Regions from separate parts of the Mus musculus genome. Here regions 2, 3, 4 and 5 are each linked to region 1. The links are chromatin contacts, called in public promoter capture Hi-C maps. All regions are on one chromosome and are shown on one strand. Each heading gives the region's core, a stretch centred on a gene start, on an enhancer-like site or on the middle of the called end of the contact. The rest is flanking DNA. Distances are from core to core; before and after follow the strand shown.

Region 1 (5,463 bases), core at 824-3,323:
GTCATACCTGGTCTTTATATAGAATTCCAGGCCAGGGAGGTTTACAGAATAAGATTCTGTCTTAAGACACACTCCCCACTTTCACCCCACATGCCTAAAGTTTGGGACAAATCCACAAGCCATTTGGTCCCTTGTTTATGTTACTTGGTATTCACAGCATATTCTGTGAACATTCCAGCTTTCGGAGGAGAGCCTCATACAGGCATTGATGCTGTACTTAGATGCTGTGGGAACTTCCAGTGGATGCCACACAGGACAGCTGCAAATTCTTAGCACTCTGCCCACCAAGTCTACCCAAGCTGTGGCCTGCCTTGCTCAGAAACCTGCTGCCAACAGCTGTGTGCTGAGACAGCTGGACACGCAGATGTCAAACATTCTGTCAAGGACAAACAGTGTGCTTGCCATGTGTTGAGGAACAACTGAAGATTCAAATAACCCTATGGGACTTTTCTAAGAGACACAAAACATTGTTAGATTGCTCACATTGTAATAAAATATGCACACACACACACACACACACACACACATATATATATCAAAGCCTATCTATCATGTATTTGGTGATGAGCTCTGAATTTTGAGAGCTGGTTAAAGGTCTTTTCAGATTCTGTATCTACCACTTTTTGCTATAATTTTGAACAATTCAGTTAGCTTTGAGATACAGTACCACTATTTGAGATCCTTCTGCCTCACCTTTTTGAGAGCCGAGACATCACTATGCATTGGGGAAAATGTGTCTGGTGTTTGTCTAAGTTCTAGACTGGAACCTAAGACTCCTGAGCCATAGATCAGTGTTTGGTTGTTTTGTGGTTTTGTTTTTGTTTTTTTGAGTCATTGTTTTCGTCTGTGCTCTCTAGGCCTGGAGAGATGGTTTGGTGGTTAACAAACTTACTGCTCTTCCAGAGGACCAAAGCTGAGTTCCTAGTACCCAGTCAGGCTTGATCCATCTTAATCATCTGCAGTTCCAGCTCCAGGGGGTCCAAAGCTGGCCTCAGCAGGCATCAACACACACACGTACACACACACACACACACACGCACACACACACGTACAGGCACACGCACACACACACACGCACACGTACATGCACAGGCACAGGGACACGCACACACACACACACACACGTGGGGGCTGAGAGATTGCTCAGAGGTTAAGAATACATATTACTTTTACACCCGTGTTAGGCAACTCACAAACACTTGTAATGCCAGCTCTAGGATCCTCCTCTGCCCTCCTTATAAACTACACTCATGTGCACCATATATTCTCTCTCCCACAAACACACACACGATTAAAAGTAATAATAATAAAAAATATTTTTAAAAGTCCCTAAAACATTAGGATCTTGCTTTAGGAACCTTACAAATTTTCAAACAAGATTGACAGGTCACTCAATATTATTATGCATTATTTCAGAGCAAAGCTGTAAGCTAACTGAAAGGTGTTGTGGCATCTGCCACATCTCTCGTAAGAACAGTGACTAGACTGTGCCTGACAGAAGAGGGCAAACCAGCGCTGAGTATACCCCCTCAACATCAGCACAAAGCCATAAAAGGAGACAAGGCTTTGAAAGGAGGTCAGAGGACAGCGTCTATACAAAAGGTAAAAACAATTTTGCTGAGAAAGCATATGCAGTTGGGAGGCTGAAGGGGAATGGGACATGGGAGGCAGAGACTAAGGGAGGGTGATGATCCAAATTCTTTATATAGGTATCAAAATGTCCTAATTAAGCCATTGTAATGAACTGATATATACTAATGTTTTAAAAAGACTATGTCAAGGCCTATTCACCAAAGCTATGGACCAAAAGTGTCTCCCCACCAAAGCATGAAGACGCCTAAAAACCGAAGTCAGAAGCACATCCCCGGGGCCTACAGCCTAGATTTTTCACTTCCTCCTCCATGCTCCTGTCAGAAGTGACCAAGAACTGACCCTTATCCACCACCAGCCTCCACAGCCTCTAGGACACCGCAAATCTCAGAACAGGGCCTCCCTTGCCAGCCCCGTCGCCATAGTAACCACCAGAGCCCCGCCCCTTCCTCGCCATCTGGTCCCGCCTCCTCGGAACCCGGAAGCGGGAGGCGCGCCCGGGGAGCTCGCAGTACCAAAGCTGGGAGGCGGTGGCCTCTGGCTGCTCGGCCGCGCGCCCCCTCTGCCCGCTGCTCCCGCGGGGCTCCTGATCTGCGGCCGCCGGTCCAGTCCGCGCCCCGCCGACTCCATCCTCTGCGCCCAAATCGGGGCGAAGATCCGTCTAGGCTGGAAAGAAAGGGACGCGGGAGCGGCCACGGCAGGTGAGGGGCAGGCCCTGGAAAGCAAGAGTGTGGGTGTGTGGTGCGTGTAGGGTTGTAGGTGGGCGTGTATCGAGCATGCGTGACTTACGAGCAGAGTTCACGAGTGGGCAGGTCCTTGTGACCATGCACGTGATCCATATCTCTGTGTGTGCGTGTGGTGCGCTCTCGCGGGCGCCTGTGTGTGTCCGATTGTGCCTGTGGGTCTGTCTAAGGTTCAGCCTCGGTTCATTGCGGATTGTTGTTGTTTCTGAACTGGTGGAACCCAGGGCGGCCCCTATGGCGATTGGTGCCCAAAATCCTTAGTCAGACATCCTCATTTTCTTGAGCCACCCATCCTGGGGCAGAAATTCAGGAGCATTTTGGTTTCAGTCAACTTTTAAGGGCTGCGAGTAGAGTTGTTTTAAAGATCCTACCTCAGACTAGGTGTGAGGCCTGTGAAAGAGTCATGAAGAGTGTAGCAGGGCGAGAGAAACCCCCCCCCCCTTTTTTCTTCTTTTCCCAGGGAGTTAGAAGTTAGGGGCTGATGTTGTTTTGTCTCCATCTGCAGTGGTCTAGCTTCTCTTTTTGCAAGGATTCTGCACATTGGGAAGCCGTCTAATAGCTGTGTATGAGTTTTCAAAAAGATTTTACACCAGAACCTTGAAACGAGTGGTCAGAGAGAAAGATGTGCGGGCAGCGTCTCCTCTCATGATATTTAGAGAGAAGTGGATAGGTTCCTGGAGAAAGGATAAATCTTACCTGAAGAAATCTCCAAAAAGATGGCTATTTAATACATATAGGTGTGGTGAAGGATGAAGATGTGTAGTGAACAGCCCGCCGCAGGGCCTTAGGTGTAGTTCAGTGGTAAAAGCCCATGGTGAGCGTTCCCCAACACCGAGAACCATAGTTATGTCACCTAGAGGCTCTCTAGTTCTAATAACCTTTTTAATTGGTTGTATTAACAACCACAGATTGTCCCTATATAAGACACCTATACATTGAGATAAAGGACCAGCAATATGTGACTGACCGTGTGTTAAACATTTGTAGAGGCGATTTCCTCAGCTATGAACTGCAGGTTCTGTTGAAACTCTGAAGGCCAAGTACATGCTCTCTCACAACTAGCCAACTTACTGTCCAGCAACGCAAGGTCCAAGAAGAGCTGGGGAGCCTTAGCATCCTGGCCAGCGGGAGGAGGGGTTTCCTTGATAAAGCTTATCTCTGCCTCTTTCCTCACCAGCCTGAACAGGTGCTTCTGTTTTTTGTAAAGAACAGAGTCACGAGAAAGCAAATCTGTCCTGAACACACTGCCCATGTTTCTTTTCATCCTGACCAGTTTGGTCACAGTCTCAGCTAACTTTCTGGGCCACAGATTTTTTTTTTTTTTTTTTTTTTTTTTTTTTTTTAAGAATGTTTCTCTTGTGACTTGGAAAAGCATCCGGCTTAAGTGGATGAAAGAGAGCTAGAACAAACTTTCCTTTTCATACCCTTCACAGCTGCTTTAGCTTTGCAGCAGGTTTTTTTTTTTTTTTTTCTTCCTAGCCGTCAGCTGGTCCTACGCAACATTTGGCAACATTTGGTAACTGTCTCACCTTTCCTCACCACCCAACCAGCACAAGTGTTAGAATCACCTGTCCTTGCAAAAGTGTCCTCACAGCTGTGTAGGAACTCTTATGCATCAAGATTAGTTACAATGTGGTCAGTACTGAGCTGCTTGTGAGTTATACTGAAGACCCGGTAAGGACTACCCTTCGGCCACTGTGGGAAAGAAGTAGGTAGCTCATTTGTGTGCCTGCCTGTGTGCTTGTACCTAGTTTGGTTTGTGAGTGGCATCTTATTAAAACTGTGGATAATTTTTTTTTTTTTTGTAAGTTGGTCGATCCTAGAAGTAAACTTTAACAAGTTGATTGATGTTTTAGCTTTGTGTGTTTGAGACAGGGTCTTACTATTACTGCATAGCTCTGGCTGGCCTGGAACTCACTATGTAGACCAGGATGGCCTTGAACTCCCAGAGAGCTAGCTGTCCGCCCCTGAGGGCTAGGATTAAAGATGTGTGCCATCACACCTGGCTGTTTAGCCTGTCTTTAATATTCCCTCCTGCAGACATTCTAGAAAATGTTTCCAGTTGGAAGTGCACAGATGCTGTGGTGGTATTTCAAGTCTGTCCTGATATAAAATATTCCAGGATTAACTGTATATGCCGCTAGTTGCTTTTATTTTAAAGTAATAACTTAAAGGGAGACAGGAGAGTTAAATTAACTAAAATGTACTACATAAATGTATGAAGCTATCAAATAAAGCAGTTTTAAATGGTGAAAGATGTGCTAAAAATGGTTTAAATGGCTTAGTTTTTTTTTTTGTTTTTTAATTAGATGTTTTCTTTATTTACATTTTAAATGCTATCCCCTCTCCAAAAATCACCTATACCCTCCCCCTGCTCCCCAACCCACCCACTCCTACTTCCTGGCCCTGAAATTTCCCTATACTGGGGCATAGACTCTTCGAAAGACCTAGGTCCTCTCCTCCCATTGATGGCGGACTAGGCCATTCTCTGCTACATATGCAGCTAGAGACACGAGCTCTGGGGGTACTGGTTAGTTCATATTGTTGTTACTCCTATAGGGCTGCAGACCCCTTCAGCTCCTTGGGTACTTTCTCTAGCTCCTTCATTGGGGACCCTGTGTTTCATCCAATAGGTGACTGTGAACATCCACTTCTGTATTTGCCAGGCACTGGCATAGCCTCAGGCTTAGATATTTTTAAACATATTAATATTTTAGATAAAATGGATTTTGTAAAGGATTGTGTTCTTTGTTTTAGTGTTCATAGCCACATCTGTGCACACTGGTTTCAGCACGATTGATGGTGATTTATTTGATGTTTTAAAACAATTTACAATTTTAACAACTCTCTCTTAAAGCATCTCCTTTGTTTTGAGCTGAGAGACCTGTATCCTATCAGTACTGTAATTACAGTTTATCGTTGGACTGCCTCTATTTACTGGAAGTTCAGTTTAGTGATGCTCAAAGGCAGCAGTCCAGTGTTGTGTCCCTGAGGGGAGGGCCAAGGAATGACAAAAAGAGACCGGGGAACCTTAATATCAGGTTCCTGTAATGATGTTGTGTGAGCAGAGAAGGAAAGCCAGTTCACAGCCCGGGGTAACTTGGTTAGGAGGGATTCTCGGAGGGCTTGG
Region 2 (5,936 bases), core at 3,137-5,636, 1.5 Mb after region 1:
CAATAATAATAATATATAAAGACAATATAAGAAGAACTATAGAAGTACTTGAAAAAAAGAAAAAAGACCACTCACTGTTCTTGAGGTTGGAAAGTCCAACATCAAGTGCCACTTGTTTTGGATGAGGATCTGTTTGTGTCCTGAAAACTCACAGCAGTGCTTCTCACCCCTAGCTGCACATAGAAATCACCTGGAGAGGTGTTTAAAGACAGTCACGGGATCTCTCATTTAATTGTCCGGTGCCGCTGCTTTGATGCTTCTAATGTCCTATTAATGTCCAGCATCCTATGGTACAGGAGGGCAGGACTCGCTGGCATGAGAAGCAGATGCCCCTTGCAGGGGAAGGTGGATGATCTCTTGCTCCCATCAAGAGAAATATTCTTGTCCCTGGAGTAGCAAAAATCTGACATTCCCACTTTTAAGGTAAAAAAGACTCCAGAAAGAGGCAGTGTGTGGCTGGCAGTGTGGCTCAGGGAGCATGTGTTCAGCATGTGCCTGGCCCTAAGTCACACCCTCTGCGCCATACGTAGAACAAAGAATTCTGTAAGTCTAGTTAAGGCTTCTTATTTGGGGATGTTTACACACATCTCTGGAATGTGATGAGATTCAGATTCTGGCTCTGAAGATCCTCGAAACTGCCCTAAGAGTCTCTGTTTCTAAATGGTTAGTAAGTTGATGGGATGCTGCTGGTCTGCAGAGTGCAAAGGCCTGAATGGCTAAGCCCTAACAATGGTTAGCATCCTCCTGTACATTTCAAGCATAGAACAGGGAGAGCCTCAGGCCTGTCACACTCTGGGGTTCCAGGGGCAGGGTTGACATTGTTAACTGACTAGATTAAGACTGGGCAAGGACTGAAGAAATGCACTGTGGGGGTGGGTGGGGAGTGCGCTGGGGGACTGCCCACAGAGGACTGCCATGTGTGATGTTGACTGGGTAGGGTTGCAGGTTCCACCCTTAATTGCACCTTCCAGCAGGCTCCAGCCTGGATAAAAAGAGAAGCGAGATGGAGGCTGTGGCCATATGCCACTTTCCTTCTGAGTGGGTATGGCCATGCTGCCGTCATTGTCTGACAGACTCTAGAATCCTTGGCCTTTTAAGTTAGACTTAGTACATTGGACTCTCCAGGGAACTTCCAGACTTTCCAGATTGTGACTGTTAAGGCAGTGAGCTTCCTGAACCGGGAAGCCACTGGGTTCTCAGTTTCTCTAGCATGACGACAGTCATTGATGGACTATCCAGCCACTCCCTGCTCTCTGTCCCTCTCCCTTCCCCCACCCCCATTTTCCTCCTCTTCCCTTCCTTTTCTCCTCTTCTTCTCCTTCTTTCCCCACCTCTCTCTCAGCTCTATCCTTTTAGAGAACCCTAATGTTTAATAATTTTTTGAGAGGCTTTTCAAGATAGGGTTTCTTTGTGTAGTTCTGGCTATCCTGGAACTTGCTCTGTAGACCAGGCTACAAGATCCGCCTGCCTCTGTCTTCTGAATGCTGGGATTAAAGAAAGGTACCACCACCGTTGAAATTCAGATCCAAGAAAAACAGCTGAGGTGCATTTAACATACCAAAATGGACCTGGCCTTCAGGTTCTCCCAGCATCCCTCAGTCTCTCTCTCTCCCCCCACCCCCTCCCTCTCTCTCATACACACACATACACACACCTTCCCTGGCCTAATTCTTTAGGACCAGTAAGCTGCTTCCCAATAAACCTACCTTTATATATTCTAATCTGACTTGAATTGACTCATTTCAATGGAGAAATAACTTATCCACCACCATCTGGCAGAAAATCCTAATTCTTCTTCTTGCCTCACAATCTGAAATTAAACACATGTTCTAAACACTATTTATCATGTGTGCCAACACTGCATGCATGTTTATTAAAGTCAGAGGACAGCTCTAGGGAATCCAACACATGAGTTCCCTGAATCAAACTCAGGTTACCAGCTTGGTGGCAAGCACCTTGCCCTCTGAGCCATCTCACAGGTCCCACGGTTTAAATCCTGATATAGCCAAGGCCTTATCTATAAAAAGGTTCTTTATATGTTGTTTAGTTGTGAAAAGTAGCAGTAAGGGAAGAAAACAGTGAAAGTTAAGACCAGTTCCCAGGTCTTCCTTCATTCAGCTATTATTTCTGTAAGACATTACCATAAATATAGTGGTTTAAAACAATACAAATGCATAATGGTAAAGTTCTGTGTTTTGAAAGTTTGACCCAGATCTCACTGGGTTGAAACTGAGCAGCGTGGAGGAGAGCAGATTCTTTTTTTTTTTTTTTAAAGATTTATTTTTTTATATGTAAGTACACTGTAGCTGTCTTCAGACACTCCAGAAGAGGGAGTCAGATCTTGTTACGGATGGTTGTGAGCCACCATGTGGTTGCTGGGATTTGAACTCCGGACCTTCGGAAGAGCAGCCTGGAAGAGCAGTCAGGTGCTCTTACCCACTGAGCCATCTCACCAGCCCAAGAGCAGATTCTTTATGGAGATTCACTCCCTTGGTTTGCTGCTTGTACCAACCTCCCACATTCCTTGACTCGATGTCTCCTTCCTCCATCTTCAACGTCAGTAGCAATGTCTGCTGTGGTGTTAGCACACACCTGCATCCCAGCATGCTGGACACTAAGGCAGTAGAATCAGGAGTTTGAGGCTATCTGAGGCTATATAGCAAGACCCTATCTCCAAAAATCAAAACCAAAACAAACACCGCCAACCCCCACCGCCATCCCCACCCCCACCCTATTATGGTGAAGAAACTTCATGGCCAAGGCAACTTCTAGATGGAAAGGTTTATTTAGGTTTATGGTTCCAGAACAGTAAGAATCCATCACCATCATAACACGGATGTGTGGCACCAGGTAGGCATGGCAACGGGAGCAGCAAGCTGAGAGTCACATTTTAAAGGACAAGCGTGAGGCAGAGAGCAAACTGGGAATGTAACTCTTTTAACACCTCAGAGCTGGCTTCTAGGGACATATTTTCTGCAATGAGGCCACACCTCCTAAGCCTCCTAAGCCTAAACCGCACCAACTGGGTCTCAAGTGTTCAAATGGCAGAGACTAGGGCAGGCATCTCATGCAGACTGCAGCCTTAACTGTACTCGTCAAGTAACCACAGACCATGGACATTGAGACATTGGAACTTCTAGGACCATTATTTTCCCCGTACACACATAATAATTTACATAGTTATCTATATCACCATATTTAGTATTGACTTACAGTTTATTCATTTTTGGTGTTCCAGAGATGGCCCCATATGGCTGAAGATGATCTTGAATTTCCAACCCTCCTGCCTAAACCCCAAGTGCTGGATTATAATAAGTGTGCCCCATACCCCTAGATGTATCCAGTGCTGGAAATCAAACTCGGGGTTTCTTACTTACTGGGTGAGCACTCCTCCATGAGGGAATGCGGTGTTTTAATTTTCTTCTGCTTTATGCAAATTGAGTATTATACATCTTTTTTTTTTCCCCAAATTGGTAGGACAGTCTTAGGGTCAAGCTTATAAATGGTGTATGTGTGTGTGTTTAAGCCAGGGGGTCAATATCAGGTTTCTTTCTTAGGTGCCACCTACCACGTTTTCTGAGACAGAGGCATATCAAACACAGCAGCAAATGGGATTTGTTTAAAAAACTATTTCAGAGCAAAGCAAACCGGAGGTGAAGCCTATCCGGTGCAGAACTTCAAGTCTCACTCCTTAGAAGGCACAGACACAAGACTAGAAGTTTGTTTCACAACCCGTCAGTGGGATCTTTCTAGTTAAAAATTATTTATTTAGTGGTGTTAGGGATTTAACCTAAGGCTTCATGAAGGCAAGGCAAGCATGCTATTAGCTGAGCTACACCTCCAACCCCAAAATCAGATTTTTAAATTTAATTATGAGTGTGTGTGTGCGCGCGCGCGCATAGGGAGTGCAGTGCCATAGAGATCAGAAAAGACCTGCAGATCTCCCTGGAGTTGAGTTTGAGGCAGTTTCGAACCGCCCAGCTCGGTTCTGAAAACCAAACCCAGATCGTCTGCGGGAGCAGTACACAGTCTTAACCAACACACACTCTTAAGCGCTGAGCCAGCCCCCTCCCAGGCTCGCCTATGGTGTTTGTAATACAGCGAAGAACAAAGATTATTGTTCCGTGTGTCCCCCTGTCCGCTGCCCCGCACAATGAACAGGGGAGACCAGGCTAGTTGCAGCCTCGGGTCTGGTTTCCCTCTAATGCCTAATGCCCGGGCCTCCGAAGCCCGGCCTGGGTGCAGGGCGGAGTCGGAGTTTAACGCAGAAGCCATTTAAATGTCCCTCATTGGACTTGGCCCGGCGGTCAGGGCGGGAGCCGTACCACTGAGACGGGAGCCTAGAGCGGTCGCCCCCGCCTCCACTCCTCTCCACTCCTCCCCGCCGCCTCTATCCCGGAAGTTGCTGAGGGGCGCTCGAAAGCGAGCAGTTCGTCTCGGCGACCTGGAGCGGCCGCGCTTGCGGAGCCGTCACCATGCCCGTAAGTTTTTGACTTTGGGCTCGGGCTTGCTTTCCTTCAGGCTTTCTGTTAGTCTGGCGCCTCGGCAGGCGGCTAAGCCCGCGGCGTCTCTTGCTCCTGCGGGCCGAGGCATGGCGGGCTTGTTGAGACTTGTCCGGGCGACACGGCGCGGCATGGCGTGGCGGGCCCTGTCCGGGCTCGCGTGAGTGGCCAGCCCGTGGGGTGCAGCTCCCAGCTCACCATGGGCTTCAGGGTCACTAACGGGCCTCGCAGCTTCCGACACGTTCACTCCACCCCGGGCGAGCATGCCGCAGCCCTGTGCTGGCCATTGGATGTGGAGCCCCGGGGCTGAGGTCATCCCGGCCTTGTTCTGATCTGCTGCGCTGCGGCTTCGGGGAGGCCCGAGCCAGACGCTGGTTTTTACTTAGCTTTGATGGCTACCCAGCCAAACGACAAAGGGGTTCTCTCTCCCATATGCTGCCCGAGCGCTGTAAAGTGCCAGGAAAGGACTGGCAACGTGTGGGTGAAAGTGGTCCTATCTTGAAAAGTTAGGGTCTTAAGTACCCCCTCTGCGGAGTGTGCCTGTTGCTCCTGCTTTGCGTTCCTCGTGTGATTCGGGCTGCCACCCGTGTACTGTGACTCCAGTAGTAACAATATGTTTCCTTCCACAGCTGGCTAGAGATCTGTTACACCCTTCCTTGGAGGAGGAGAAGAAAAAACATAAGAAGAAACGGCTGGTTCAGAGCCCAAATTCTTACTTCATGGATGTGAAATGTCCAGGTATAAAATTTCAAATTTCCCTGTCCTAAAGGACGTTTCAGGAAAGATTCACACTTTAATAAGTCAGGATCCACTGTTGACTAGAAATGACATTACAGAATTGTCATAAGGGTCATTTTAAAGAAACATACTCAAACCTTTGTAGAAACATATGGGAGCCAGGTAAAGGATACGTTGACTTAAGTCTTTAACTTAAGATGATCATTAAGATGATGAATTTTCTTTTTTGCAATGCAAATAAAATATATGTTGATTCTTCATTCTCAAACTGCTGTCTGATGTGTTTGCTATACCATATGTGTCTGTTTAGTACTTAACATGTGGAAATGGAAACAGAATTTAAGAGTAAAACACTACACTGAAGCTATAACTTGAAACAGATGACATGTCTGTTACATGCTGAAATGTTAACGGTTCTGGAATACTAAATTTAATGTTTCACCTTAAAAAAAACAAGTGACTTCTAGAATAATTATTGTTTACAGAATTTACAGGAAATTCTGTTAAACTTAAGTTCTGTTAAAACATCACTTAATATATAAATGACAAGTACTTTACATGCTATCAAGAAAAATGAAGAGCTGGGGCTGTGTTTTCATCTGCTTTTCAAGTTTTTAATGTATGGTTCCCCTTCCTTCCCTTTCTAGGTTGCTACAAGATTACTACAGTTTTCAGCCATGCACAGACTGTGGTTCT
Region 3 (6,193 bases), core at 306-2,805, 1.4 Mb after region 1:
TAACTTACTTTAACAGCTTATAATATGCGAGCCTGAACAGCTCTTGGATACAGACAGAGAGCAACGCTCCGAAGATGAGCAGATAATTCTGTACTGATTCATCTCTGTTGTTAGTAATGACTCTCACTAGGAACCAAAACATGGACGAAAGCAGGAGAGACACCAACCAGAAGAAAGCACTGGAACGTAGAAGACAAAAGTCACGAGTTAACAGAAGCACAGGAAACAAATATCTTGATCTTTTTTAGGAAAGAACCCCTTCACATGGTATTCCGAATCAGCATTTGCTAATCAATGGTCCATTTTCCTCCTAGTGAAAAAACAGTCCAAGAGGAACGTCAGATGCCCTCAACAAGGACGATTCAGTGACCCTGTCTGTGTACACCAGAACACTATCTGCCAAGGACTGGCAACGAGGAAGTTGGTTACTGCTTTGCCTCATTGGTGTGCCATAGAAACATATAACCAGTGGCTGTTACAATTTTCATATCCTAGAAAATGTGAATTTAATGGCTTAGCTGTCTGTAAAGATAAGTATCTTTTCTGAAGGAAAACAAACACCTACACCTGTATTTATTGTGTGCACCATGGAAAACTCAGAAGTTGAAAACCCATGCTGTGGTCTAGTTGTTTTCCAGGCCCGGTTCTTACAACCTTCCTGTGGACTTTAAGGACACAGCAAGCTTGACGTTCAACAGACTCTATTGATTTTTAATGCCAACAGCGAAGGAGCACTATTTATTACAGGAAAAAAGAACGCAGAGAGGCTGGAGTTCCTGGCTAGCCAGTGAGTTGCCTGGGTGCCAAGTCTCAGAAACTCAGTCTCAGCAGGTGCAAAGGGATCAAGACCGCAGTCACCAGCAGAGTTAGATATTTACCAAGTTCTCAGCAAGACTGGTCAGGTGTTGCAGCGGTTTTCTCAGGCTTTCACCATTGGCTGCACCCCAACCATTACCCAGGGGCCTACAAGAAAAATCTGAGCCCAAATTCCTCACAGGCATTCTGAGTCCAAGAACGGGGGTTGAGGAGGTGGACAACTGATCCCCAGGTGTCTTTAATGGCAGAGAGTGAGAACAGCTCTTCGATGCCGCTGAGCACTGAGTGAAATGAGAAATTCCTACGGAAAGACTAAGGCTCCATACACGAATGTATCCACTTATTCCCATCTTCCACAGAAGCCAAGACCCGCAGGACTCGCCTGCTCAGCCTGAACCCCCTCCCCCCAGTCTTGGACAGTCCCACAAGCTGGGAGCCACTGGGAGATGGGGATCCCGGGGTCGTGGAAACCCAGGAGAGGGAGGGACCCGCGGTGTCCGGGACTCGGCTCAACCTCACCCAGCGATGAGGAAAATGACGCGCAAAGGGTCGGTGGCGATGGTGAAGAGGTAGAGTGCGAACGCGGGCCCGAAGGCGATGAAGGCGCAACCGAAGAACACAGGCAGCGTCATGGTACCCACAGAAGCCAGTCCCGGGGGACCTGAGTGGATCCGAGGTGACTGGGACGATTTCTTAGCGGAATGCGGGGCGGGGCAGGCCTGCCAGGTACTCCGGGCTCGATCAGAGAAGGGGGCGGAGCAAAGCCCGGGAGGCGGGGCCTCGAGGTGCTCCAAGGCTTTTTTGAGCGGAGGGCGGGACGTACGAGAGGCGGTGCCTTAGGGGCGGTTTCTGGCCAATCAGAGCCTGGGGGCGGTGCAGGACACAGCCAGTCAGAGCAGAGGGCGGAGCGGCGCTCTAGATGAAGTGCCTTGAGATGCTCCGCGGCTTGTTTTTGCAGAGGGCGGGGTGGAGTCGAGGAGGCGGGTCCTCGAGCTGCTCCACAGCAAGGCAGGACTGGGCGGGGGCGGAGCTCGAAAAACAGAGCCTGTATCGCACAACGGTCAGTCGCAGAGGGGTGTCCAGGCGGATCTCGGGAGGTAGTTCCAGGAGGTGCTCCAGGCGCTGAGAGCGAATGGCGGTGCAGGATTCGGGAAGCTATTTCTTGAGAGGCTCAGAGTACTGTTAGAACCTGTGCAGCGGCATCGAGAAGCTGTCAGAGAGGCGGTTCCTCGAGGGGCTCCACGTGCTGTCAGAACCGGGGCGGCCTCTAGTGTCTCTGCGTGCGTACAGCGCAGGGGACAGGGCCTCGAGGGGCTTCACAAGCGGTCAGAGCGGAGGTGCAGCCTGGAAGGATTCGGTGTGCGGGCAGGCTGGGCAGCAACGCGGCCTCCTGGGACTCCACGTGCCGTCAGACTGCGGGGCGGGGCCTTGAGGGCTGGGCAGTTCTTCAGAGCACTCGGGGTGCTGAGAATGGAAAGGGGTCCTTCAAGGTTTCTTCTCTAGGTTTCTTGGGGCAATGAAAGTTGCCCGCCGAACTGGGCGGGCGCCTAGACCTCCGAGAGGCAAAGGGCTACACCAAGCCTCAGACTTGCCAGCGCTGCAGGTCCTTATTCCAAAGCGTGGCTCACTGAAGACTTAAAAGCTGTGCCCCAGCCCTCTTGCCTGTGGGTACACATTGTCCCTGGTGCTGGCCAACTGTAAGGTGGTCTAAGGGAGATTACCAGGCCACTTTTGTGCTGAAGGTCAATTGAAGTAAACAGCAGGACAGGGGCACGGTTCCTTTAAAGTAAGTATTTTTTCTGTGTCCGTGGTTGCAGGAATGTGGGGCTCCCATCCTATGTAAAAATCCAACTGGGCTGGTATGACCCAGGTGAATCATCCCCTATGGAAAAGGAATAATGAAATACTGACGAGTTGTTCTGACAAGTTGGTTTCTGTGCCACTAACAGCCCTGATCTCCAAAAACTTAAAAAATTTTAAAGGCATTCTCTAATCATATCTGAATTTAAATTTCAGGACAAACAACCACAGCTATGTTAAGAATGCTACAAGGTTAATATTGACTAATTACATTCATGTTTGTGGAGAATTGAAACGCTGTAGATACAGAGCCAATATCTTGGGCTATCTAGCCTCTTTAACAGCTATTCATTCCCACCTCTGCATCTGCTCTAATGCCCTTGTGACTATCACGTGACAGGTTTTTTCCTTCATATTTACTACTAGCCTCCACAAACCCCAAAGCTAAGAATGTCATCGGATTGCAGCATCTGACACCTGTAGCAGAGATTTCCCTGCTCTGCTCTGCCCCACTTACCTGATATTTCCAATAATGCATCTGAAAGGGGCCTTGATTTATTACTTTCTTTTGTAACTGTAAAAACTTCATGTACTCATTTCCATGTGGGAAAACAGTATTTGGGGCAACCCCAATACTCTGTTCCCCAGGCCAAGATCACTCAAATTTGGCTGCAGAATAAACAATTTTGAAATGAGAGCTGTGTTTTGCTTGACATTCTTATAGTAACATCGCTTTGCTATACATTCAATCACAAGTCAATTTCAGTGATGCATCTGTCTTCCTGTTTAAATGTAAACTTCCAGAGGGAAAAGACTTTGTTATTTCCCAGTGCCTAGAAGAAACTAAAGTAAGGAATAGAATAATCTTGAAGATGAAGCATTGAAGCATCTGAAATCTATTAATTTCATAATTTCTAAGAAGCTTAAGAATAAAGATTATAAAGTTCTCTGGCCATTCATATTTAAGATACATCTTTATTCATGTTAAGTGAGACTACCTCATGAGTTATCTTGAGGACCAAGCCTGACACACCTATACATTCTGAATATCCATTGCTATAGTCTGCATCTGACCTGTCTCCTTCTGGCCAAGTTTGAACACTTGGACCCCAATTGGTGGCACGGTTCAGGAAGGTTGTTGACTCTTCAGGAGGTAGAGCACTGATGGAAGAAGTGGTTCATTAGGGATGGGCTTGAGGTTTTGTAACCCAGTCTGATTTCCTGATCATCATTGGCTTTGTGATTGTAGATGCAATGTGACCAGCTGCCTCTCCTCTTCTTGCTATGCCTTTCCCACCTTCATGAAGTGTAAGCTCCTCAACTGTAAGCCAAAAGAAACCGTTCATCCCTGAAACTGTTTCGTGTCAGGTATCTTGTCAACAGCAATAAGAAACATAACTAATACACCCATCACAAATGGTTCTGGGAAAGCCTCAGTAAAAAGACACTGAGAAAAGACACTTTCTCACTGGTAGAAAAAGCTGGGAACTAGTTTAAGGCATTTTGTTTATCATGTCTGAAAAATAAGAACTATTTCTTACAGAAGCTGTCATCTTTGCCACCTTAAACAGTCACATGTACATTTATTCCACTCTATATTTATTAGTTTGAAACAGGGTCTCATTACATAGCTCTGACTGGCCTGGAACTTACTATACAGACCAAGCTGGCTTTGAACTCATAAAGGACTCTTCCTCCTTAGCACTGGGATAAAATGTCTGTGCCACCATAGTAGGCCTATTTTTTTTTTTTTAAGTTATGTATAGGTGTGTATGTCTGTGTGTGGGAATGTGCACATGAGGGCAGGTGCCCACAGGGGCCAAAGGCATCTGGCCTCATGGGACTGCAGTTACAGACAGTTGTGAGCCACCTCATGTGGGTTCTAGGAACTGAACATTGGTCTTCTGGACGAACAGCAAGCGCTCTTAAGAGTTCCAGCTGGGGCTGGAGAGATGGCTCAGCGGTTAAGAGCACTGACTGCTCTTCCAGAGGCCCTGAGTTCAATTCCCAGCAGCCACATGGTGGCTCACAACCATCTGTAATGGGATCTGATGCCCTCTTCTGGGGTATCTGAAGACAGCTACAGTGTACTCATATACATATAATAAATAAGTTATTTTTATTATTAAATAAATAATAATATTTATTATTTATTTAATAAATAAATAAGCTGGGGATACTTCATTTTAAAATTATCTCCATCTGTCAAAACCAATATGCAGACAGTAGTGCAGAGTGACTCGCCATCAGGTAAGAGTGTTTTGTGTTGATCTGGAACCAAAATTATCAGTGCAATTCAGCTATTTCAGCGTCGGGCCGAAATGTTTCCACAGAAGCATAGTGTACTTGTGTCTTTAATAGACTTTCTGCATATTTTATTAAACTCTTTTTTTTCTTTGAGACAAAGCCTAATTCTATCTCCTAGGTTGGCCTTGAACTTACTATGTCATCTGGCCCTCCTGCTTGAATGTGTCTAGAGCTAGGATTATAAGCATGAGCCAACCATACTCTGCAATAAAACTTCCATTTGTCTTGCTTTTGACAGAGTCACGGGTTCAGTTTGAAGCTAATTCAGCATGTTTAAGCTTTACCCTGACTCCTAGGCAGATGGGGCTAGATTTAATATTTAGTTATAGCAACTGGTGTGTGTGTGTGTGTGTGTGTGTGCGCGCGCGCACATACACATTGTAATTTCTTCCTTGGCTTCAAAATAAGATACTTCCCCTTATGTTTTAATGATTTCATTACCACTATTTTAATCAGTGCCAGTGCATTTTTATTAAAGCTACTTCAAACATTTTAGAAGCACGGTAAGGCCTGGTATGGTGGTACGCACCTGGAATCACAATATTTGGGAGATAGAGACAATAAGAGCTTGTCAGAGGACAGAGTGGGGGAGAGAAACGAGAGCAGAACCTTAAAGTAATTGCAATCATTTATCTTTTACTTAGTTTGTGCTCACACATGCACACACTTGCATATGTGACATACATGCAGAAGTCAGAGGACAACTCTCCAGGTCAGTTCTCTCCCTCCCCAATCTTGGGCCCAGACTCAAATTCAGATTGCCCAGCTTGGCACCAGTCGCCTTTATCTCTCAGCCAGCTCACTGGCCCAAGAGCAAAAGCTTTAAATTACTATCACCTCACTCTCATCAGTGCCAAGCTCATTCTGACGACTTCCGAAGATCACTAAGTCTTTTAAATTTTCTTAAAGACCTACTATGTGCCTACTATGTGTCTTACTGAAAACCAAGGATTCAAAATTAAAGATTCAGTCTCCCTATTTCTGTAGGAGCTACAAGATTAGAAGATGACTAGGGAGCTAGTCAGGCGATGGTGTTATTTACTATCGTGAAGAAAACAGGAAAAAAATTCCCCTTCTGGGCCTGTGATTCTGGTAGAGGAGCTGAGGAGCAGCAGAGAGGATGGAGCTGAGGATTAGAAATGGTGTAGACTGAGGGGCAGAAATCTACGAGGACAGAAGAGGCTTGCGGTAGAGATACTACACCAAATTCCCACAAATGTTCTGGTCAGAAAAGTACAATCGTATACTCTTGTACTATGCAAAGGTCTTG
Region 4 (5,744 bases), core at 1,421-3,920, 1.5 Mb after region 1:
GTATGTGTGTGTGTGTATGTATGTATTACATGCACCTATAGATATCAGAGGACAACTTGCAAAAGTCGATTTTCTCCTTCCACCGTATTGGTCCCTGGGATTGACCTCAGGCTGTAAAGTTTGGCCTTTGTGGGCACCAAGTATGCACATGGTACACAGGCATACATGCAGGCCAAACAATCATACATATAATGCGCATGCCCATAGAGGCTTGGAAGTGAGTGTCAGACCCTCTGGAACTGGAGCTACAGATAGTCGTGACCACCATGTAGGAACCAAACCCAGACCCTCTGCAAGAGCAGCAAATGTTCTTACCCACTGAGCCATCTCTCCAGCCCTGCCCCTGTTAGGCTTTTTGGATCAGGATCTTCCACTATGTACCCCAGGTTGGCCTCAGCTCTTCAGTGCTAGGGTTATAGGCATGTGTTACCATGCCCAGCATATTAAATTTTTTCATAAACTAACTATGTTGACTAAAATATACATATACTCAAGTGAAGTGTAATTTTCCCAGACCCTACCACTTTCAGCAACATCTTCTGAAACTACTGCTTTCCTTAAATAATGCCTGAAATATCATTCACTAAAAACCTAGGTGATGAGCTAGGTGTGGTGGCTCAAGTCTCCAATCCCAGTACTGGGGAAGGCAAAGGCAGGCAGCTCTCTTATGAGTCTGAGGCCAGCCTGCTCTACAAAATAAGTTCCAGGACAGCCAGGTCTGTTACACAGAGAAGCCCAGTCTTGAAAAACAAAACAAAACAAAACAAACAAACAAGCAAGCAAATAAATAAATAAATAAAACCCAAGTAATGAACTGGAGCAATTTGTTCATAATGGAGAAGTTATGAATATAAGAAGTCATAATCAAAGAAATGGTACTTTGATGCACTTACCATAAAAAGAATAGAAATGGTTCTCTCTGGCTGGAGAGATGGCTCAGCAGTTAAGAGCACTGGCTACTTGCTCTTCGTGAGGCCCTGAGTTCAATTCCCAGCAACCACATGATGGCTCACAACCATCTGTAATGGGATCTGGCACCCTCTTCTGGTGTGTCTGAAGACAGTTATGGTGTACTCATATAAATGAAATAAATAAATCTTTTTTCTTTTTTTTTTAAATGGCTCTCTCAAAGCTTCTAACCTTGGAGAGGGATGGATGCCAGGGTCTCTACATGCTCAGGCTGGCCTCACACACATCATGTGACCTTAAGCTTCTGATCCTCCAGCTTCTACGTCCTGAGGAATGGGATCATGGGTCCATACCACTTTGATTTATGTGGTGCAAGGGATTATACCCAGAACTTGTACCCAAAAGCAAGCACCAACTGAGCTCCATCCCAAACCACTTCAAGCTTGTCGTTAAAAACAAAACAGGTAACACTCTGTCTAGTAAATGTAATAATAAACTGTAAATCATTAAGGACCAGGGATATCATGTATTCTTAATACTTGGTATAGTGCCTTTTACAGAAGTGGGGAATAAAAAAATTACAGAATGAAAGAATAAAAATATGCAGAAACTGACATTTTAGTTACTAATAAGGGTTATCTAATATGTAATAGTGGTAATTTAATGGATTGTTCTACATTCCATTTTCAGACCAATTCTTAAGAGTAAACTGGGAGAAGAAACAGCATTTTGAACACATCCACGTACTTGAGTCACACAATTTAATTATTTACTTTATTTTGCCCTCACACATGGAGGCTAAGCAAGTGAGCTTCCACTGAGCTATACTCCTAGCCCAGTTAGTTACATTTTAAACTTTCCAGTGATAAATAAAACAGCCTGATTATTCTAGGGATACATTGTCTCTACAAATGTGCCACTTTTTGCAACTCCAACCTGTAAAACATCAGTATTTTATTTTACCAATAACAAAATGGGCTACCTGCTGAACTCACCTTCTGACCAGACTTCTTTTCCATCTACAGAAACTCCAACCACGATGCCGGGGGCACCAACCTCATCCTAAGAGAAAAGAAAGACCCTGGTGGTTCAAAAGTAGACTGACTCCGCCCACTCTGCGGTCCCGCCCACCAGGAGGGCAATGGTTCTGCTCCGATTGCCCTGGCCGTCGGAGTGCACAGGACTCTAAAGGGGAAGGGGCGGGCCCCTCCGCGACCGGTGACCTCAGCTGCTACTTGAGCAGCCCTAAGAGCGTCAGCCCGCGGCCAGGCAGTCAGAAAAACGGAAGCCGCCGCCCTGACGCCCACTGGGCCCGCACCTTGATCCGGTGTAGCAGATCGCGGCTGCTCTCGATGGCTCTGGAGAAGCCCCTGGCTGCTGGCGGCGCAGGCGTGTGCGGGCTCCCCGGGCTCAGGGCCTGCTCGTGCGATAACTCGGTAGTGCCGGACGCCTCGGGGTCCGCGGGGGACTGAATGGGGACGGCGCCCCGCAGCCCGACCACCAGCTTCGCGCCGAGAGCCAGCCCCAGCCCGAGCCCCAGGCCGCCGGCCCAACCAAGGCCCAGCACAGGCAGGCCCGGTCGCCTGTGCGCCCCGCGCCGCCCTCCGTCCCAGGCTGGGCCTGCGGTGGCCGCAGCCCGAGCTGTCACGCTTGACAGGAGCCGGTACATGTTGCCTCCGCAGAGCCGGCTGCCTCCTAGCTTGCTCCGGCTTGGCCCGCGGCGGGCGGGACGAGGGGGCGGGGCTGAGGCGGGGCTTTACAGTACCTCTCAGTCAAGGCCGGGTGGGTGAGCGACGAGCGCATCGAGCGCCTGGTCCTCGTCTCCTTTCTAGCCTTCTGGCTACTAATCCTCTTTGGTTCCACCCCTCCTTTTCTTGCTTTCTTTTCCCTCCCTCTTTTTCATATCTTTCTTCCTTCTTTTATCTTCTCCTTTTCCTCTCTCTTCTCTCCCTTTAGCTCTAACCTCCCTCTCTTGTTTTCTTTTTCTCTCGCATCCCACATTCCTCCCTCTATCCTCTTTTCTCTTTCCCTCTCTTTATTTCTGATTCTCTCCTCTTTCTCCTTCCCACTTTAGTTTCTACCTGTCCCTCAAGCCTCTCTTTTCCTTTTCTCCTCCTCATCTCTCTCCTTTTCCATGCTTCTTCTCTCTCACAACACACATGATATCCTTAGACAAGTCTCCTGTCACAGCAACACCCTCTTGCCACCTTATGCCTATGTTAACAACACTCGCCCCTTTGTTTGACTGAGATGCACAGTGGTTAAAACACTTGCCATGCAAACACAAGGACTGGAATTCAAATCCCCAGTATCCGGGTGAAAATGCCCAGTGGGCATGGCGCCTACCTGTAACGGATTGAGAAACCCAGCCTCAATCCAAAGTTAGAAGCGCAATTATAGATGGTTTCCAACATAGTCTGGGACGTTCTCAGGCAAATGCTAATATGCATGTATATACATGCACACACACAAAAGTGGGAAAAAGCAAACCTGATGTGGGTTTTTTTCATTCTTTTAGGAGAATTTTATGTCTTGACTCGCCTTCCTGCCCAGTGACAATCATTCTAGCAAACATTAATCATCGTAACTGCTCTGGAGATTGGTTGTGTTGTCTGACATCAGTTCCATGAGGAAACTGGAGTAAAGGGAGGCTAAGGGATTTGTCTAAATCTACAGAGTTGTCAGGTGATGGCCCAGAAATGTACCTTCTCAGCCTTCCTCTCTTGTCAGAGGGTTTGAAGGGTTCTACGATCAGAGGCGTGGGCGGTGAATCAGCTTCCCAGTGGTGCGATGGATGCAGCTGCAGCTAGTATTATTACATGGCCAGGGTCCACTGGGCGCTACAGCTGCCCTTCCACACCCAGTCCTGTTCTCTGAAGCAAACTCTAGCCAGGCTACTCTCAGTTCTCTTCCTGAGTAGGAAACTCTTCCACAGTTTCTCACAGCTCAAGGCTGCGTTGCTAGAGTGACCCTATCTTTCTTCAAAATACCTGCCTGAGAAAGATCAGAGTTTCCAAACGCAGTTACTGTTTGTTCCAACCACCACTGGAAAACAGAGCTCCTGTCCCCCAGTCTGTGGCAGAGGGTAGGAGCCTCACGTCATAAGTGCCAAATAGCAAAATGGGTGGATTCATGTGGACCAAAACCCTTTCTGCTTCTTGTGACTGTCCACACTCCTGATCAGCTCAAGTTGTCACCGCTCGCTCTCTCCTCCTACCCCATCACCTCTGCCCACATCCCATGGAGCTCCGCTTCCTCTGCCCTGCGTAGCTATGGAGTACGGTCTGGTGTCCAGCTGCGTCTGGCTTTGTCACACACATCCGTCGGTCCTGTCCAAAATGTGGCCCCTGAGAAATAGATCCTTGTTTTCCAAGCAAGGTCTTCAGGCGTGCATTCACTGTGAGGTTCGTGGAGTTGAGCGGTTAAGGCTCAGTGAGGAGCTCCAAGCAGAAAGGGCTGCCCACTCTGATTTGCAGGGACAAGCACACAGACATGCTTGGAGAGAAGGAACACAGAGGAACAGAATTTTGGTCTGATTGCAGGTGCTAATTATAAGAGACTTTCCTTTTCAAAAGACTATCTGTGGCGGGGGAGATAAATCCGTTCACAGAGTACTTGCCTGGCAAACTGGGTTCTATCCCAAGAACCACACAAACTGGGTGTGGTGGCACATGCCCAGAATTCCAGCGCCTGGAAGGTGGAAGCAGGAGGATCAGAAGTTTTCATTTTCTAGAATTTTCATCCATGAAGACTTGAATCATATTCTTTTTAAAGCCTTCCTCCTTTCACCCAGCATAATTATTCTGGTGTCAGCGCATGCACCCACAGCCCACTCTTCTATTTTATTATTATTTATGTGTTTTCATATACAAAAAGATAAAACTTGAAAGTGTACTAGATTTTCCCTCCTATTGTGTCGTGGGGATGTCTGCTCCTTCACACAGGGAGAAATACTAAAATCACCACAGGGAAAGAAAAAGATGGATGCAGCTGCCAATGAATGAACTATGATACAATCAATGTTCTTTCCAAAATGTTTGCATTTTGTAACTGTAGTTACAAGGATATCTGCTTCAGGCCATTTTAGGTAGGTGTGTGTGTGTGTGTGTGTGTGTGTGTGATATTCCTGCAGTTATGGCTATAACAGTTTGTTTATGCATTTACTAGTGGACTGTGCCTTTTCTAGTTTCAACCATTGAACATGAAACTGCTACAGACAACCACAATGTCTTGTTATAATGCAGGTTTTCATTTCTCTTAGAAATTATAGTTGGAGGTGGAGTGCAGAGCCATTGCATAACTCTGTATTTAATTGCGCTCCCAGAAGCAGCATTTCACCTGCCCACCAGCACTGCATGATAGTTTCAGTTCCTCAGTGTAGCTGCCAGCACTGGCTTTCTTCTTTTCTGTCTTTCTTTTTTTCTTCTCCTTTCTTTTTTTAGCCCTGGCTGTCCTGGAACTCACTATGTAGACCAGACTGGCCTCAGACTCAGAGATCCACCTGCCTCTGTCTCTTGAGTGCTGAGAATAAAGGCACTGGCCCAGCTCCAGCTTCCTGCTGACAGCCACCCCAGCAGGCAGGAACTGGATCTCACTGAGGTTTTGCCCTGCATTTCCTCTGAGAGCTGATGCTGTTAAGGTCAGTAGCTATTTACACATCTTTTCCTTAGTTGTAAGTGCTGTTTTCTTATTAAGATATATTTTATGTATACCACTAGCTTGCACATTAATTAACACTATAATAAGATGATATGCATAGTCTTCACAGAAGAAAAAAGGAAGGACTGGGGTTAAAAAAAAATCCCTTCCCCCAACAAGTAATAAGTTACTTTTTC
Region 5 (5,408 bases), core at 2,130-4,629, 1.5 Mb after region 1:
GGGCGTGGTGCTTATCAAATTTGTCAGCAGTACTACAAGAAGACCTTGTCAAGCTCAGTCACAGTAAAGCCCAGGACTTTACACAAATGGACACTTAAATTATGATAGGAAAAGAAGGGTCACCAACTGTCACTGAAACAACTTCATAATGGAGGTGTGGTGTGGAGCTTATCGGGAGTGACATTGCTGCTAGAAACTGTGCTTGTGGCCAGTCAGGAGTCTGTGGAACTTTTCTCGAGAGTAGTGTGAACTTCACCCGACTGTTCAAGCGTAATTGCAACTACACAGCATTTTGCTTTCAGGTATATAAGTTCTCTGGCTGTCTGCTACCACTTCCTGTTGGAGTTCTGGGGCTAAGTAAAAGATATGGGAGTTTCCCTCCTCCTATCAACTGAAGACATAGCTTGACACTATATTCACCACATTCACCACACAGAAGGTACAAAGACCAAGAGTTCACATGAGACTCACCATGTATATATACCTCCTAATCTCAGCTGTCGAAGGGTACCTGCTTTAATGTTTTAAATGTAACGTTTAAAGTGTGAAATGTAATACACTACACACACACACACACACACACACACACACACACACACACACAGAGATCTGTTGGGGTGGGGTGGCTAGGGATTAAGTCCAAGGCCTCGTCCATGTTAAGCATATACTATATAATTCAGTTAAACCCTTAGCCAAGAAAAGTGATTTTTAAAAGATAGTGTTAAAAGGTCCTTACAAGAAATGTGGGGGGAGTAGGGCGCTGGTAAATCTACTGCCGAGGAATCCAAGGAATTTAACATGCTGTATTAGTGAGATTTAGTCACTTTCTTTTCATTTTTTTTCCTTTTAAAAAAGTTTATGTGCCCATGTGTGCGCCTGGGTGGGAGATGTCTACGTGTGAGCGCAGCTGCCCAGAGAGGCCAGAAGAGGAGTCAGGAGCCCTAGAGTTGGAGTTGCTGGCTGACAGGTATTTGTGAGCCACCTGCTATGGGTGCTGGGATCTAACCTTGGGTCCCCAAGAAGAACAGCAGGTACTTTTAGCTGCTGAGCCGTCTCTCTTGCCCCAGACTTACTCAGTTGTGAAAGTTGAAGCAGGAGGAAAGTTCTGAGAAGTTTGCACGTGGAACAGACACTGTCCCCCACCCTTAACTTCTTAGGAACTGTCCTTTCCAAGCTGAGCTGCAGCATGCAGTCAACACTGAAGAAGAGTCCTTTGGGGCTTGGAAACTGATACCAGAAATGAATGTCCTTTAGCAGCTGTACCAGCTTGCACCAAGTCTCTTACAAATACACTTTCGAGAAGGGAGATGACATTTAAAATCTGCTTCCTCAGAAAAGTCCCACTCAAGACTAACTGCCAAGAACTCGCAACTCAAACTTCCTTCAGCCCAGATATCACAACACCCAAATTTCCATTCAGTCTGTAGGAAAAAAAAAAATCAGAATAAACCATGGAGACTCTTTACCAATACTTACACTGGAAAGTGCTCGATACCTACTTTTAAAATGTCACCTATTTTCAAATGCCACAAATATTTAAACACGGATTTTGTTTTGTTTTTAATTCAAGGTTTTTTTCCTGCATAAATGTATGTACACCATGTAAATGTCTAGTCCCCACGGAGGCCAGAAGAGGGTGTTGTATTCCATTAGAATTACAGGCAGTATGAGGTGCCAAGTGAGTGCTATGAACCAAACCTGGGTCCTCTGTAAGAGCAGCAAATCCTCCTAACCACCATAGCAACTTTCCAGCCCCTTTGACATACTTATTGTCAACACACTAGTTCCCCATTACTTGTGGATCACCTGGAAAGCCATTTGAAAAATGCTTTAAATAAGCTAGTATTAGAGGCCAGACAACCAAAAAGCTGATGAGTGAGTGGGCCACTGGACTGCAGCTATTTAACAAAGGAAATAATGTTAAGGTCATCCTACTGAAGGTTTAAAAGCAGTTTTGATGTGTTCTTCAGTTTACAACTTAAAGATCCTGTTTACCTGCACACAATGTCTTTTACTGAAGATACAAGAGCAGCTCCCAGTGAAGAGTGAGAAATTTTTTTCTTGAGTCAATTAGAAGTAATTGGGAAATATACAGTATGTTATGATTCACCTACAAAGTAATTAGAATCAAAGGAAACTACACAGGGAGGCAGGCGGAATGTACAGTCAATCACTTGGCTTGGATGTTACCAACTACACGAGCTCAAGAATTTACAAAGTTGAGAAACTTACTGCTGCTTCCCAAGACACGGAATAAGGCGGTGAACAATAAATTTCTTCTAACCACATCATCTCCCAAAGTCCCCAGCCCCTTTAATTCCTATAAACACTCAAAAGATTTTTAACACCCCGTAGACATTACTCCATCATTAGTCACTTTTTAAATCTCGATTCAAAGATGTCAAGAGAAAATGGAAACCAGCGTTCCCAGTTACTAGGGAAAGTCCTGAGCCCCGCGTTTTCCATTTCCTCTCTGATCTCTCAACCCCTGCACTGCATCCCCTGCTTCCCCTTCTCCTTTCTAGTTAACACTCAGCTCGCCTTCACTTTCTCCACCAAGTAGCCTCAAGTCGCCCTCGGGTCCTCCTGAGTCCTTCTCCCACCTACAATCTTCTGCATTTTCTCTTGGCATCTCTGTTCACACCTTTAGAGTCAATGTCGTTTTATCGCTTGCCTCCTGATCATTCAGTCAGTCATTCCCCTCAATTCCCTGTTGACCGCCTCCTAGTCTCACTTCTCTTGTCCCTGGTGTCCTCTGCCCCTTTACTTCATTTGAAGCCCCTCTTTGAGTCCTCAAACCTTCATTTCCCTCTTCACATTTCCTTCCTCTTTCCTGTCTTTCTAACCCACGTTCGTATTCACTCTCCCTCCCCTCCTTCTCTTTCCGTACGATTTCCTGTGTTCCCCCGACTCCGTCCCTCTGGGACGCCGCTGCCGCCGCCGCCCCGGAGCCCCCTCGTGTCCCCAACACCCCTGGTTTCCGATTGCTCCGGTTCCCTTTCGTCCGTCCGCAGTTCCGCATCCCCATCCGTCCCTTTCAGCCTCTCCGGCTCTCACTGCCCTCTCCGCGGCCCTTCGGGGTCCCCTTCTCCGGTCGCCAAGCCCTCGCGTGCCCTCTCCCAGGCCCCCAGGCACCCGCCCCCCTCGTCTCAGCTCCCGTCCCGGGCCGCGGCCGCTCCCTCACCGATGGTGGAGATAAAGGTGGTGTTGAAGGCGTCCTCTGAGAAGCGGAACAGGAGGCAGGTCTTGCCAACGCCGGAGTCGCCGATGAGCAGCAGCTTGAACAGATAATCGTACGTCTTCGCCATCTTCTCACTCCGGCCCTCTCTGACCGCCAAGAGCAAGGAGGCGGTGGAAAGCAGCGCGGAGGGGGGGCCTCTGGCGAGGGGGCGTGTCTGCCAAGCCACCCGCGCCCCGCCCCGCCTCTCGCCCCACCCTCTTGAGGCGACAGGCTCGCTCCTCCCCGTCCCAGCCAATCTGCCCGCGCCTTGTCATCACCCTCCGCCCCGCGAGGCTTTATGGGATTTGTAGTACTCTGGGAGAGCCGCGGGCGTGCCTCGCCCAAACTGTCCGAACAACCTCCCTGGATAACAAATCTGAGTGATGTAGGGTGGTGTGTTAAGACTTTCCATCCTTACAGGGAAAAGACGCTTCGTTTCAAACTCCTCTTCTTTTGCCAAGGGAACTTGACTTTGTTGTTTCTTTGTTTATGGGCATCTTTCAAATCCAAGACCTCGGAATCTAAGTCCTGCAGTTCGCTCATCTACTTGCCTGAACCCGGAGCTCGGCAAGCTTTCTTTGGAGATGCAAAGGTTCACGAAGTCTGTGAATTAGCTGCAGAGTATTACCCAGCCTCTCCCGTTCCCGCCCATTTCCTAGGCCCCCTTCCACAGCCCTTCAATTATAGAGCTCAAGGAGTGATGTTAGCGGGCTAATTTCATTCCCACTTGTGCCTTCTGAACTACAGGCCACAGCCAAATGCGATGATCATTTTAGAGGCTCTGCTTCATAGATACCGCCTCGCGCACCGCGGGAGGATGAATTCTTGAGAAAGAAAGAAAGAAAGAGAGAGAGAGAGAGAGAGAGAGGGAGGGAGGGAGGGAGGGAGGGAGGGAGGGAGGGAGGGAGAGAGAGAGAGAGAGAGAGAGAGAGAGAGAGAGAGAGAGAGAGAAAGAAAGAAAGAAAGAGAGGAGAGGGGAGAGAGGGGAGAGAGGGAGAAGAGAAGAGAAGAGAAGAGAAGATAAGATAAGAGAAGAGAAGAGAAGAGAAGAGAAGAGAAGAGAAGAGAAGAGAAGAAAGATGTGGGAAGGCTTGTGCTACGAACAGCTTATAAAATAGCGCCACCTGAGACAGGTGACGGGAACTTTGGCCATAGAAGATGTAGAGATTTAGATTTGGATTTAGTCTTTGCTAAGCCACTTCACAGCTGTGTGAAGTCTCACAGGCTTGACACGTCTCAGTTTTCTCATCTGTAAAGACGAATGAAAAACAAACTACTTCATAGGTTGTAGTGAAAATTAAATACTGAGTGTGAAAGCACTTTGAAACTTGGTAAGGTGCTGTGAAGTGTAGGTGTTAGTTGCGTTTAAATTTATCACTCCTCAGGAGGCTTTCAATTAATGGGTGGCAAAAGGAAGGGAGGAAATAGCACTTTGATGTATTCAATTCAAGCCTTCATTATTTATTACCCTAGACTAATTCTTTATTGTTCAGTGCTCTTTTATCTGCAAGTGGCAGAAACCCAGCCAGATCAAGCCCCTGTGAGACAAGGGTTTACTATCCAGATCATGAGGAAGGAGTGGCTAAGGGGGACCAGGAGCTTTATCTTGTCAGAAGTCTCTGTCTCATCTCTGCTTCTTTTTCAGTTTTAATTTAAAATATGTTAAATACCAACTGTCCTAACATACACACACACCAACAAAAATTCTTTTGGATGCCTCCATTTTTAAGAGTATTAAAGGGGCCCTGCCTGACAACAAACTATCTAAAACCCTCTAGGACAAAACTTACCTTAGAGACAAGGAAATACCTTCTAGCAGAGGTTGTTACAGGAAGCAGTGGAGTTAATCATTAGAATAATAATAAAAAAACTGGACAGTTAATTGAACACATTGACAAATTCTTCTAAGATTCAACAATGCCTGTGACTTCATGTACAATATCAGCAATGTTGCATGTCTGGTCCTATTGTAGCAGAAAATTTAGTTGTTCCTAATATTGACCATCACTTCCAGTGTAGAGAGAAGATGAAAGGTATCATTAGCTCATACTTATTGATCACACAATGCCCAGAGGGCAGCAGCTACTTTTGCCAACTTAATATCTAATGTCTAGAGTATGCCTTAGGTCAAAGCTGCCTTCAAAGTCATGGTTCTGAGGAAGGACTAAGTTCCCTTTGGAGAAGGGAT

The links. Promoter capture Hi-C pulls out the DNA fragments that hold promoters and counts their contacts.
Region 2: a promoter capture Hi-C map of erythroid cells shows a contact between it and region 1, with 6 times the contacts expected there. The contact joins the promoter of Rps27l here to the promoter of Spg21 in region 1. A contact is called at or near these places in 2 of 39 promoter capture datasets (erythroid cells and pre-B cells).
Region 3: a contact with region 1 is called in a promoter capture Hi-C map of liver, with 5 times the contacts expected there. The contact joins the promoter of Aph1c here to the promoter of Spg21 in region 1. A contact is called at or near these places in 2 of 39 promoter capture datasets (liver and pre-B cells).
Region 4: a promoter capture Hi-C map of erythroid cells shows a contact between it and region 1, with 4 times the contacts expected there. The contact joins the promoter of Lactb here to the promoter of Spg21 in region 1. A contact is called at or near these places in 2 of 39 promoter capture datasets (erythroid cells and pre-B cells).
Region 5: a contact with region 1 is called in a promoter capture Hi-C map of erythroid cells, with 4 times the contacts expected there. The contact joins the promoter of Rab8b here to the promoter of Spg21 in region 1. A contact is called at or near these places in 2 of 39 promoter capture datasets (erythroid cells and pre-B cells) and 1 of 115 datasets of contacts at active chromatin or transcription factors (astrocytes).

What each region holds. Positions count from the first base shown.
Region 1 is chr9:65,458,864-65,464,326 of GRCm38.p6, forward strand. It overlaps Spg21 (SPG21, maspardin), which reads left to right and starts at 2,074. Exons shown (of 9, transcript NM_138584.2): 1 at 2,074-2,291.
Region 2 is chr9:66,941,700-66,947,635 of GRCm38.p6, forward strand. Rps27l (ribosomal protein S27-like) reads left to right here and starts at 4,387. Exons shown (of 4, transcript NM_026467.5): 1 at 4,387-4,481; 2 at 5,132-5,240; 3 at 5,888-5,936. The coding sequence starts at 4,476.
Region 3 is chr9:66,833,151-66,839,343 of GRCm38.p6, forward strand. It overlaps Aph1c (aph1 homolog C, gamma secretase subunit), which reads right to left and starts at 1,556. Exons shown (of 6, transcript NM_026674.3): 1 at 1,336-1,556; 2 at 9-179. The coding sequence starts at 1,448.
Region 4 is chr9:66,972,814-66,978,557 of GRCm38.p6, forward strand. Lactb (lactamase, beta) reads right to left here and starts at 2,671. Exons shown (of 6, transcript NM_030717.1): 1 at 2,228-2,671; 2 at 1,905-1,971. The coding sequence starts at 2,578.
Region 5 is chr9:66,916,326-66,921,733 of GRCm38.p6, forward strand. It overlaps Rab8b (RAB8B, member RAS oncogene family), which reads right to left and starts at 3,380. Exons shown (of 8, transcript NM_173413.3): 1 at 3,185-3,380. The coding sequence starts at 3,308.